Linked DNA regions of Mus musculus: all the other regions are linked to region 3. Evidence: chromatin contacts called from public Hi-C and Micro-C data. All regions are on one chromosome and are shown on one strand. The core of a region is the stretch at or near the end of the contact, and the rest is flanking DNA. Distances in the headings are between cores, read along the strand shown.

Region 1 (4,295 bases), core at 338-2,837, 210 kb after region 3:
CTCTATGGCAGAGGACCACCAGCAAGCACTCCTCCTGATCCCGGTTTCACTGTGAACATGGTAGATCCCACTGTTCCACCTCCGGTCACCGGGCAGGCTGCCCCTAGGCTGCTAAGGACAGACGAGAGGCACAGACATGGAGGGCTTGATATTTTATTAGAAGCCTTCAGAACAGCCTGTGTTCTCCCACATGACCAAGAGTTCAAATTCTAAGTACAAAATCGTGCCCACATGCACCCACCCATACAAAGGAATCCTTTAAGGATCATCGTGGAGACCCCACCCTCCCAGACAGCCCACTGTGAGCGCGCATCAGACAGCCAAGGCCATGTGGACCTTGAGGTGAGGCCCCATGGGCCCTACGCCCACGCAGGCTGAGTGCTTTCCTATGAGGAAACACCTGCAGTTCCGCCTTCACAAAAGGCAAATGTGCCCAGGGCACAGCCCGCCTGCAGGGTGCTTGCCCAGCAGCAACGGGCCCTGAAGAAAGTCCTCTACGGGCTGGGGTGAGCCAACCCCCGACTCTACAAATATCATAGAACCCCCGGTGGTGACCAGGAACTTCGCAGAAGTCACTTGCTGAAATGCAAACACAAAACAACCCCACGGGGTCGGACGGGCGGCAGAGGGTGGGCCCTGATTATCCCCAAATGACAACTCTGCACACACATTCTCTAAGAATGACCCTCCTGCTGGCCAGCCAGCCGGAGGAGGGAGCCTTCGGAAGAAGGTAGCGGCCAACCTGGGGCTGAACTGCGGCTGGGGAATGTCTTCCCACATCCAGAGGAACGAGCTCATCCTCTGGTCCGCTCCAGGCACCGGTCGGCCGCTGGGTCACCAGGGCCGCCAGAGGCCGCAGGCGGGTTGGCGCGAGGTGGAGACCGCAGCAGCAGCAGCCTTAGCGGAGGAGCGGGCCGGTTGGGGCGCAGCTCCGGGCGCCGGGGGCTCCTTGGCAGGAGCGGCGGGAGCTGGGGGCCGCTGGAAGTGGTAAAGCAGCTTCATCTGCGTGTCGCTGGCGGCGTGCAGGGTCAGGAACTGTACCGCCTCCTGCAGGCACCAGGAGTAGCCCTCGCTGTAGTCCTGGTGCAGGCTCTTGGGGCCGGCGGCCGCGGCGAAGGCTGTGGGGAGACGAAGCGGCATGAGTGGGGCGCGCGCGGTGGGAGCCACATCGGCCGGGAGCAGGAGGCGGGCGCAGGCGCCGGGCTCACCTTTGCTGTGTTTCAGGTAGCTGACGGCCATCTCCAGGATGTCGGCCTTCTCCAGCTTGGAGTTGGGCTGGTGCCGCGCGAACTCCTGCTCCAGCAGCAGCTTCAGCTGCTCTATGCTGCTGTTGATGCGGTCCCGACGCATCTTCTCCACCACCGGCTTCCGCAGCTGCGGGAGGAGAGGCGTCAGGTGGGCGGCGGACGCCGGAGGCCCCGGGGGAACCGGACGGCGCGCGCCGGGCGAGTTGCACTTACTCGGTTTTTCTCCTTGGGACTGAGCATCTCCACCGCCACGGTACTTGGGGCCATGCCTGGAGCTCTGGAGGCGATTAGCGAGCGGAGCGGAGCGGAGCGGACAGAGCCAGGCGTCCCGGACTGGCGCGACCTGGACCCCAGCACGCCAGCCCTATATAGGCGCGGGCAGCGGCCCGGCGCCTGGGGTCCGGGCGCCGCGGCCGTTCCCACACTCGGCGGCCAATGGCGGCGCCGGCCGCACAAAGGCGCCGGCCCATTAGCGCACGCTAAATTGCCTGTGAATTGGCGCGGGCACAATGGTCGCTCCCCGAGGAGCAGGTGGGCCGCGCGGCACAATGTCCGGGCTGTGGGAACGCGCTCGCCCTCATTAGCATCCCGGGGCCTGATGCTGAGAGCCCCGCGCCTCAATATGCTGCCTTTTCCCAGGCCGCGGGGAGGTGGGGAGGGCAGGAAGGAGTGCTCTCCCCCCCCCTTCTCTCCCTTCTTCCCTCCCACTCCCCAGAGGCTCCCCACCGCTGGCTGGCAGAGGCCACAGGCGCAGAGAAATGAGAGTTTTACAATGAACAGACAGCGACTTCCAGAGGAGTGGGCACCCTCCCCAGCTGGGACCTGTTGCCCACAGGCACAGTGGGTTAAAGTGGGCCACATTCTCTCAAACAGATGCTGCCGCCATGCCATTCGCAGGTACAGGATGAGAGAGGGACTCATGTATTTAGAATTTAGGCGCTTTATTGCCAGTTCTGTCAGTTGAGAGGAGTGACTTCTCCGCAGCTAGAAATGGCCACGCGCGGAGCCTGCCAAGCGTACTTCTAGGCTAGCTGAATTTGCTTTGGATAATGCCTAGCACAAAGCCCCATACCTAGGAAGCCCTCAGGAACCCCTGAACCCACAGGGTATCTGGACTGCTCTTGTGTCACCAGGTGCCACATGCATCTCTGAAACAGGAGGACCGTGCCTCCTTCATGCTGTCCGTGATCACTACTCCCGCGTGGCTTTTAGGAAACCATGGCTGCCCTTAACTCCTCTCATGACATCCCCCTCAGCTCGTGCGGGCGCGCGCGTGCATGCCTCTGTGTGTGTGTTCCAGTTTCATTCAGCATTTTGTGTTGGCAGGTAGAAGGTGGGAGACCTAAAAATAAGCCCCCATATGAATGCTGTGCCAGTGTGGATGGGCCTCTTTGTAAGAACTGATAACCGTGGTTCCTAACCAGGTGACCTTACTAGTCACACCCTAGACACCTAGGGGATGGCCATGTAGGAGCGTCCCTCCATCTGGAACCTGTACTATTTCCCCAATACTCTGCAGGGGCTGAGGGAGGAGATAAGGCCCCGTGCTTCCTCCTAGGGTCAACCTAAGACCTAGCCAGGCCCAAACCAGGAGGCTGGCATCAGAGCACAATAGCCAGTGTGGAATGAAACCAGGTTCTCTGGATGGATGTCAGCCATGTCTGAGCTCAGGAACTGAAGGGCCTTCACAGTGCCCACTAGGGAAACGCCCTCCTGCTATGGTAGTGACCCACTGCTGTAAATGATCTATTCCGAAGGTCTTGCTCCAGAAGCTCTTAGCACAAGGGGTTGTTGGGTTACCATGGATGGAAGCATCTGGGACAGAGGGGAAGGCTTGGCTTTGAGGCAGCACAGGATGGTCTGTCCAGTGCAAGATATAAGTGCAGAATTCACCTCCCTTAGTCCCTGCCACAACCCTCACCCGAGCTCTGACAGAGGTACCCTGTAAGTGCAGAAGGGAGGCTCGGGGCTGTATGTCTGGGCTTCTGCTTCTACAGCCCTGAGATCTAGCAGTGGTTGGCACTGTGTGGTGGTCAAGCAGCCCCCTCAAACTACAAGGAAGAGGAGTCTGGTGGTTCTCAGTGAAATCTTGTTTGCAGCCAACAAGAAGTTCACACCACATGGTAGTCAAATTTAGCCATGTCGTGGATCTCGGACTCCTGGGAGTGGGGAGGGCAGGAAAATCTGGTCACCTGTGTGCCTGTCCTGTATGCCCTGCAGGAAGGGCTCAGGAGCCTGATTAGGCATTCAAAGGTCCTAGGGAATACAAACAGACCAGGGAGGGCGTGAAGCCCACCAACCGGAAACAGAGTCTGAGTCTATATGCTCTGACCATTGCTCCTGGCTGCTGGCAGCAAGGACCCAAGACTGTACCTGGATATGGGGGTCATCTAGGCACAGACTTGCTTCCCAACACTCTGGTGGGAACAGTTGGCTAAGGCTTGTGTTCTGTACTTCCAGTAAGTACCTTCCCCTGAGCCAGCTCCTCACCCAAATGAGACGCGTGCCAGGAGATATGGTCCAACCTCCATCCCACCCCAACCTCCCGCCCACCCGCGGTGGGTTAGGAGAGCCGGCCTTCCAGAGGTGAGGGTGGTGGGTGGGCCATGGGGAGGGCCACCCCCTCCCCTGCCCCTCCTCAACCCCCTCCCCCTCCCTCTCCCCCTAGCAGCTTTGATCCAATTTTCAGTTGTGGGAAATATGAAATGAATGGTGTTAAATCCCAGCCGGATGAAAGGCTGGTTGCCTCCCCGAGTGCGGGCCAGATGGCAGCCCAGGCGGCCTCTGAGGCACACGCCTGGCCTTTGTGGGCCGTTTAACACTGTGAATGGGGCCAAAGTGTGGGAAACTCTCTGGGCTCCTGGCTCACACCATCCGACTTGAGTAGCTGCAAAGGGGGAGGGGTAAAGGCTGCCTCTGGCTGGCGGGCTTTGCCCGGCAGAAGCACTGCGGGGTGGGGGAGGGGCGCTGGGCTCCTCCTGCCGCGGCAGCCACATAGGGCAGGATTGGAGTCCTCTAGTTTGCCTTTCCTGTACCTTTCAGAGCATC
Region 2 (4,101 bases), core at 914-3,413, 130 kb before region 3:
GGTAGACTGGAAACTGTTGCTCTCTGCCACGTCGAGCGTTGTAACAGTCGTCCCCACCCATTAGCCAGGGAAACATACTAAGTTCAAACCAGATTTCCTGCTGGATTTGTGTTGATCTCACTCTGTAAAGTCAAAAAGTCCTAAGTGGGCCCATTGTGAGCTAGAAAGTGTTATATATCTTTAAAACCCTCTTACCTGAAGCCTCAGTTGCCCTGTAAAAGAACAGCTATTGGGCTGGTGAGATGGCTCAGTGGGTAAGAGCACCCGACTGCTCTTCCGAAGGTCAGGAGTTCAAATCCCAGCAACCACATGGTGGCTCACAACCATCCGTAACGAGATCTGACTCCCTCTTCTGGAATGTCTGAGGACAGCTACAGTGTACTTACAATAAATAAATAAATAAATCGTTTAAAAAAAAAAAAAGAACAGCTATTGAGGTTGCTGTGTGTGTGGTGGTGAAGGGAAACTTACTGTCTGTATAGTCTATTTTGGGGGATTTTTTTTCTAGCTCCCCTCCACCTACTGTCTATATAGTTTATTTTGGGGATTTTTCTCTAACTCCCACCACCCGGACATCCAAATCTGCAGGTGCTCAGGTCCCATGTATGAGACACCACAGTATTTTCACATAATCTTTCCATAACCTCCCATGGACTGCACCTATGCGCCCCCACAGCCCCTCCAGCGTGCTCCGTCTCACCTCGCCTAGCTGTGACAATTTTCCCTCTGCCTGAAATACCCTTGTTAGTGATTTTTTTTTTTTCCAAAACCGCAGATTTGCTGACAAGTAGTTATCCGGGCTTTGTTTGTGCAGTGTGCGTTTCCAGTTCAGTTTAGGCTCCCGTTATGCAGCCTTTTCTCACCCAGCTTTGAATCCCTACCTGAGTTTGCTGAGTCAGGTGTGCCAAACATATTTCAACCTACAGTATCTTCAGAGAGAGAGGTCATGAGGCTTTGGAGGTGATGTGGGTAATGTAAGGAGGTTGGCGTCCCTACCAAGAGAGACCTTGAGAGGCTGTGCTCATCTAACACCCCACTATGAAGGACATAGGTGCAGTCATCCCCAAGCCAGGGACAGGCCTCACCTGAACTCAACCCAGCTCCAGGTAGCCTCTGGAGCTATCTGAGGAAGAGTGTCTGTTGTGGAAGAAAGCGGCCTTTGGTGCCCACATGGTAGAGACAGATCTCTACATCCATCTCTTGTCTTAGTTACCTGAGCTGCTGTTCCTGTCTCCAGTCAGATATCCAAGCACTGAGCCCCAGCCCATGTTTTCCATATAGGCCCTAAAGAATCAGGAAGGCCCAGCCTGCCCCCACGGTCACTTTCCTCCAGTGTGGCTTTGGTTTCTCCAGCTTTCCTCACTCACCCTTGGCTGGAGGCTTAGACTGGTAGAAGCCACACGTTTCCCTTCCGTGGTTCTCCACAGCAAGTTACATTCATAGCATGCCTCCAATCGAGCTCTCGATAGTAGCCTCTGTGCCCTGTGTTCTGTCCATTGCTGGCTTCGTCGAGTCCTGCAGATTCTAGCTCCTGAGCTCTAGCCTTGGCCCTCAGATCTAAGGACTTAATCCAGTCCACTGACCGTGGGGGAGGTGGGCAGTGATCCACTTGCTGTGTGCGCGTTTCCTCCATCGACAGGAGCCGTACTTAGCACGAGTCCATGGCAACTGAATTACTTGGAAGTTGATGTCTTCCCATTAAATCAATAAAAAGAAAACTACTGGTCAACCTTCCAGCTGGCCCTCTCAATTTGTATCATAGTGTACTTGAGTCTTTGCATCAACTAGTGCAATGGTTGGCATGTGCTGGACTTTTTCCAGGTCTCCCAGGGCCATTCTTCTTAATGTTTACTGGTCAGGAAAGGATTCTTGGTCTCCTAGGGTTCCTGGGGCTCCTGGGACCCATAGGCAGCCCCTCTTCCACAGCCCTGTCTGTTTCTGGTAGATAAAGGGATAGCATCAAGTTTATGCATCCCCAGAACCTGTGTGGCCACTGTTACATAGCAAGCTGTCAGGTCCCTTAGTCCTCCTCTGCCTGCCTGCCTTCTGATCCTGTTCTCTGTGAGAGGCTCAGGCACGGGCAGAGAGAGAGACTGTGTGAGGTTTGTCCGGGCACCTTCAGAAACCCTGTTAAGGCGTTTCATCCAGCAGAGGGCCCCCGAGATCCAGCCAGAGCATCGCTGTCCACGTGGACAGTTTTCCCTCCGGAAAGAGCTGCCCCTGCCTCACACCAGTGTGAGTCTTTCTCTTTCCTTCCCTGGGAACCACGGAGCAGCTGTTGTGGGATTTATTTCACCGCTCCCCCAGATGGCAGCACAGCTTCCCGTAGGCTTCACTGTAGTACTTCACAGAGCCTGTCTGCCGTGTCTGGCTGCTGGGGAGGATCTGGTATCTTCCTGCCCACCTGAGACCCAGGAACCTCAGTGCCTGGTTTCCATCAGAGGTCACGGGTCCTGTATGTGCTCACCAGGCACCTGAGAAACAAGCTCCAAGCCCCTTGTCCTTTTCCCTGTGACACAAAGTACCTCACAGATTTTCGTGTGTGACACGGCCGTTGAACCCAGGAGTGAGGGTACTGATGACGTTTCGGTGTTGTGATGGATAGATGCAGATGGCACTGATGGGTGGTGGTTGTAGCTGGCCATGAGCAGTAGCCACAAGGTGACCCAGACTTACCCTGCCTCCTTTTGGTCCCACTCAGTGTGTGAGCATCCAAGGTGACCCACCACAGCCTAACCAGCAGTCAGAGTGTGTCTGTCTGTCTGCCTGTCTCTCTCTCCTTGTCTCTCTGTCTCTCTCTGTCTCTCCCTGTCTCTCTGTCTCTGTCTCTCTCTTGTCACTGATATCACTAGAATACATTTCTGTTGCTTAGTATAGGTATTAAATGAACAATCTCAAGGCTGGAGTAGGTGGGACTACCAGGACCTGTGCCCATGGAATAGACAGTAAGCACACACTCCCAGGAAGGGGCCTCTTTCCTGTGTTCTGCCCAAAAAGGAAGTTGAGGCTAGAAGTCTGACTCCCAATAGGAACTGACCAGCCCGGGTTCAGTTTGTTTCTTAGCCTTTTGAATGTTTTCCATAGCACATATCAGTTGTACATAGTAATGGACTTCACTACAACGCTTTCAAACACGTGCATAGTGTATTCTGTGCATGCCGTTCCCCCTGTTTCTGTTTCCCTCTCTTCCTCTGTTTTGGTTTGTTTTAGATGAAGTCTTGCTATGCAGGCCAGGCTGACCTTGGACTGGTGGCAGTCCTCCTGTCTCAGCTAATGAAGTGTCGGGGTCGTGGGTGTGAGCCACCACGCCTGGCTTCACATCTTATCTTCCTCCTCACACCGGTATCTGGGTCCCTTTACTACGGTTGGCCGGCGTGACCTGGGTGAATCCCCACTGAGGCTCATGCATCGCACCAGGGACACTGTCTCATGGCCAGTTTTCCCCCTACCCCACCCCCACCCCCGTCTTCCTCTGAGCAGCAGCAGTGTGTGAGCTTCTCACACATCTCTGATGCACCAAGGATGCCCCCTGCAGACAAGGGGACTGGGGCTTCTCCTCTGTTTGGCTGTCTCTTTGCTGCATGTTTTTCTACATCCTCTGGTGTGTTGTGGTTGCAGAGGGACACACCCAGGGCACAGAACGGGGCAGCTGAAAGGGTGGAAAACCCACGTGGGAACCTTGCCTGCTCCCCTTGCTCACAAACAGCCCGTCTCCCACGCGGCCATAGCTTCCCACGGTTGCAGTTCCCGTACCTCTCTACCCAGGCCTGTTTCTATGATTTCCCTGTTATTCTTCATTTACCTTCGAAAGCATGACATGTGTAAGCCTTACTTTCATCTGGAAGATGGATCAGTGTTGAGAAGCAGGAAGTTTGAGATGGGATGGGAAAGTCCCTAAGGGCAGGAGGTGAGCGCACACTCAGATGGCGTCGTCCTACCCTACCCCGGCCTTCCTACCTTCCACCCTCACTGCTGCCCCACCCCACCCCCCACCCCGACTCCTGGGATGGTGTCTGTGTTACAGACTTAAGGCTGAATGAAACGCCCTGAAGTGTGGCAAAGGAAGAACTGGGACACAATCATGCCATAACTGTACGGCAT
Region 3 (4,164 bases), core at 133-2,632:
TAGATAGATAGATAGATAGATAGATAGATACGTGCAAGGTAGAGTGTCCCTAAGCTGTGAACGTAACCTATCACCAGCATCTACCTAGGCCTTGTTATTAGAACGATAGGAAAGTTGAGCATAGACTGTACTTTGTATGGATACCTGGTAGGCTGCGGTTGCCCTTCCATTGAGGAGTAAGGAACCTTAGGAGGCCAAGGAACAGAACTAAGTGTCCTCTGAGGTGAAGTGTTGTCCTGAAGAGTCCCTGCCTTCACTCGCCACTGGCACAAAGACCAGGATCCCTTCTGAACCCTAAGATGCTGTGGCTTTGCTCCCTCTTCTGTTCCTTGGCTCACATGAGTTCTAGTTCCTGGAAGGTGGCAGGAAAGCCAGAAGCCCTGGGTCCTAGGGGGCCTGCATGTGGTCCTCAGCAAGCTCTTTCTCCAGCATACCCGTAATTCCTGTGGCTTTGGGATCAACCGAGCTAGCCGTCTTTTCTTTCCACCAGCTGCTGTCTCGCTCTCCTGTCTGCAGCATTTACTGGCTGGCCAGCCTGGGCTATGCATTGTTGTCCATTCCACAGCCCTACAGAAGCGGGGGGGGGGGGGGGGGGGGGACTTGGGGCCTGTGAGAGGAGGGGCAGACTCGCTGTTCACTGGGGCTTGAGATGGGAGGGAACATCTCCCAGCTCAGCAGTGTCCCCCACGTCTCAGGAGAACTAGGGACTTTGCAAAGTCTTACGTGTGACTAACCTTGTCTGTTAGTGTCTGTTAGGATGAGAGTGCATGCTGGGACAGAGCCTGTGAGCTTAGAGGGCAGAGAGAATGACCTAGGGCTGGCAAGTAAGTGGCAGGAGACAGCTGGTTTCAAGATGTAGCTGACAGAACCCCGGGCAGCTCATCGAGGCTCGGGCTGGGTATTGAGTGAGCTGGGTTTAGTGTCGACACTTAAAAGTTCTAAGGACTTGGGTCAGTCTGGTCCTTTCTCAAGCCACGGCTCCTCAGTGCTGCATGTTGTATATGTTTCTGGTTACATGAGATGGGTCAAAACCAGCCTGCCACTTCCAGATGTTAGAGAGGAAGCCGGAATGTGCTGTTAGGGACCAAGTTGGTCAGGCCTTGAGGCCCATTTGCCCTGCTCTGTGCTATTGAGGGCTTGTTGTCGATGTGTAGGGAGTACAGGAGGTGGGAAGGCGAGCCCTCCTGCTGGCCTGCGGAGACTCTGTGATTCTGGTGAGTCCACCTTCCCAGAAGAGCGAACTGCGCCTGCAGTGGCATTCGCCTCCCTCACTTCGTGTCCTCCTCACTGCAGCCTGCAGCCTTTCCTCCAGCCCTAGATGGGAAGGCCTGTTTATCTTGATCAATCTCTGGTGAAGGGGTGGCAGCTGGCCAAGCAGCCATTACAGGCTGCCCCGCCCTTAGCGAGAGTCATCTTGATGGAATGTCTGCTGGGAGCAGCTGAGGGACGCTGGGAAAGAATAGGCCCTTTTGCCCTGCCCCCACCCAGACCAGAGCTCCCAGGCAGGGGCACGCCCACATCGCAGACTGCTGTTGTACCAGTGGCTGGCTGGCTGTCTTTGGGGCTCTGGCCCTTGCATTTTAAGTCTTTTAACAGTTACTTCCCATGTATCATCTAGGGAACATCCTATCTGCTTGGGAGCTAGCTTCATGACTCTCTCCTTCTGAAACAGGTTTGTGAGGAGGCATCAATGCAGTTCCAGAGGGAGCCCTGGAGTTGTGTCCCTACAAAACCAGGATGTATGTTCCAGTAGTGGCTTACTTGGGCCCTCGCTCTTCTCTGCAGGCTTGGCTGGCACGCTAGAGACTTGGCCTTTCCCATCCCATCTCCCCAACCAACCCATGAAAGAAATCCCGTCCCAAGGGTGGGCTCTTGCCGCTTTTTGACAGGTCCAGGTCCATGAAAGGAGCTTATTGTCAGACCCAACTCTCGGGGCTCCTTTTAGAGAGCCGAGGCACTCGCAGATCTCAGCGGGAGCCCGGGAGGGGAAGGATTGCTCAGTGGGTCCTCCCCGGAGGGAGAAAGAAGGCAGGCTCTTGCTGACTCCGTTTCTTTGGAACAGTATTGGGAGAACTAGAGAATGACCTACTTAAGGGAATCAAAGTCAGCCCCCGTAACTGTGCTTGTGCCCCACTGGGGGGCTGGGGCTGCCTTAGGAACCCAGTCTGCCGCCTCGGTAGCACAGTAAGGAGCCAGAAAGTAGGTTAATTTGAGCATGATGAGAGTGTGACTTCGGATGTGTAAAATATTAACGGCGATGGCAAAAATAGAAACTTCTAGAGCTGCGGACTCTCCAGAAAAGACCCGTAGCTCAAGCAGAGCCGGTTCCAGAGTGAGGCAATGTAGGGTTCACCTGTAGAAGACAGAAACCCGCTGTGGAGACCCTAGCTCTGTGTCACCTGTGGGAAGCGTTTGCTTCAACTGTAGTGTTCGGTTCAGGGTTGCCCATGTCTTGGTAGTTTTGCCTAAAGGAGCCCAAGTCCTCACTCCCTCACTGTAAGTCGAGTGACTACATTATTCTGGCTCTGGTCTGCCCTATGAAGGGGGAATGGGACATGATGATTCTCCACTGACTTATTGCTTATTAGTAGGACCTGCTGTGGCTAGACTGGGGTCTGTGGGTTGGCTGTGAGAATTTGGGACTCTGGGCTGCCCCTGGCTGCAATCTGGCCTCTTAACACTAAGGCTACTCCAGTCAGCCCTAGATCATATGGATGTACTCCACAACACATGACTTTTTTTTTTTTTTTTTTAAACCTAGGGCTCACCATTCTCGCTAGACTAGCTGTCCAATGAGCTTCCAGGATCCACCTGTCTCCACCCCACAGCTTTGGGTTTACAGATGCGCGGCACCATGCCCAGCTTTTATGTGGGTGTCAGGCATCCAAACGCAGGTCCTTGTTCTTGAATAGCAAGCACTCTACTCACTGAGCCATCTCCACAGCCCCCGTTGGCTGTCTGACAGGAGCCTTGTGTGAAGTGTAAAGAAAAGAGCTCTGGACCAGGCAGTGGCCAGAGTCAGGCAGGTCCTGGCCATGGGGGAGCCTGCAAGATGCAGCAGTAACCTTGAACCTAGTTGGAGTAGGCTCAGGGCTCAGTGTGGAGTTAGACCTCTTGACTCAGTGGAACAAGGATTATGGACCGTTTGCGTCTGTGTCTGACACTGATCGGATTCTCCTCGTTACATTAAAGAAAGCTTGTGGCAGGGCCCAGTAGAGGGTAGTCAGAGCCGTTGAGCTACAGGCTGGCAGTGGCAAGTCTTGTAATGCTGACTTGGGAGGGCCGTGGAAGACCCACTGACCTACTTTGAAAGAGAGAAGCCAGGAGACAGCACGTCGTAAGCCCAGGGCTTGCCCCATTTTCCTCTGACATTATGGATCCTCTGCACATGGATACCGGCCGCTCAGCTCTCTGCTGTTGTGTCTGTGGCCGACTCCATATTCTCATTTGGTTTCTTCTATTCTACATCTGAACACTTCCTGGGGGAACTAGTTTTTTCTGTTGGCATACCTGGTCTTTCTGGAAATGTCCTTTTTGTTCCTTTCCTGTGTTTCCGTTTAGTGCTCCTCTGTTGACCTGCTCAGTGATGAGGGCTTCCTCTTTCGTGTGCGCATCTTGAGTCTGTCCTGTACTCTAGGCATGGCGAGGCCTTGCGTTTCCTCTGAGACTGGTGTGACAGAAATTTCCAAGTGAACATTTAAAAAATTCTCACAACCTCTGAGTGAGTAAATGCCTCCTACTGGAAGGTGTTGCTGATTTGACGGCCGTAGCAGGTCGTGCTTTACGGGAGTAGAGGGGGAGGCTGGAGAGACAGACAGACAGACCGGGGGTTAGGAATGCGTGCCGCTCTATGGACTGGGTCACTGTGGGCCTGCTAGTGTTGTGGGTGTGGAGCAAGCACTGTGAGCAGAGGGTGCTGCATCCCCATGATGTCCTGTTGTTACCGTGGAGCGATCTCTGGACTAAAGGACACCGTCTGACATTCTGGGCTGTGATGCATGTTAAGGATCTTAGGAGATCCCAGCATGTTGAGTTGCTTTGCAGCTTTACTCCCCGCCCCCCATAACCCCCAGTGCAGCTTCCAGACAGCCAGGATATGATACGTTATTGGGACAGTTAATAACAGGATGTAGAATTTTAAGAAGGGACTATTTTGAAAGTCCA

The links. A called contact is a pair of places that touch in the nucleus more often than the background predicts.
Region 1: a Micro-C map of embryonic stem cells shows a contact between it and region 3, with 3 times the contacts expected there. The contact joins the promoter of Hes5 here to the enhancer-like site in region 3. A contact is called at or near these places in 1 of 484 Hi-C or Micro-C datasets (embryonic stem cells), 1 of 115 datasets of contacts at active chromatin or transcription factors (memory CD8 T cells) and 2 of 9 other capture datasets (adipose tissue and liver).
Region 2: a contact with region 3 is called in a Hi-C map of cerebral cortex, with 2.6 times the contacts expected there. The contact joins two enhancer-like sites. A contact is called at or near these places in 2 of 484 Hi-C or Micro-C datasets (cerebral cortex and nephron progenitors), 3 of 115 datasets of contacts at active chromatin or transcription factors (embryonic stem cells and memory CD8 T cells) and 1 of 9 other capture datasets (liver).

What each region holds. Positions count from the first base shown.
Region 1 is chr4:154,958,215-154,962,509 of GRCm38.p6, reverse strand. Hes5 (hes family bHLH transcription factor 5) reads right to left here and starts at 1,587. Exons shown (of 3, transcript NM_010419.4): 1 at 1,461-1,587; 2 at 1,209-1,374; 3 at 139-1,118. The coding sequence starts at 1,514. The coding sequence ends at 835.
Region 2 is chr4:155,306,358-155,310,458 of GRCm38.p6, reverse strand. All of the region lies in intron 4 of Prkcz (protein kinase C, zeta), which reads left to right. Among named protein-coding and RNA genes, the nearest start is that of Prkcz, 53 kb to the left of the region's middle. Within about 2 kb of position 2,163, at least 100 of the 459 cell types and tissues checked have an H3K27ac peak or open chromatin away from gene starts, as enhancers often do. A contact at or near this core is called in cerebral cortex, where this site is marked.
Region 3 is chr4:155,170,894-155,175,057 of GRCm38.p6, reverse strand. All of the region lies in intron 1 of Ski (ski sarcoma viral oncogene homolog (avian)), which reads left to right. Among named protein-coding and RNA genes, the nearest start is that of Ski, 50 kb to the left of the region's middle. Within about 2 kb of position 1,382, at least 254 of the 459 cell types and tissues checked have an H3K27ac peak or open chromatin away from gene starts, as enhancers often do. A contact at or near this core is called in adipose tissue, cerebral cortex and embryonic stem cells, where this site is marked.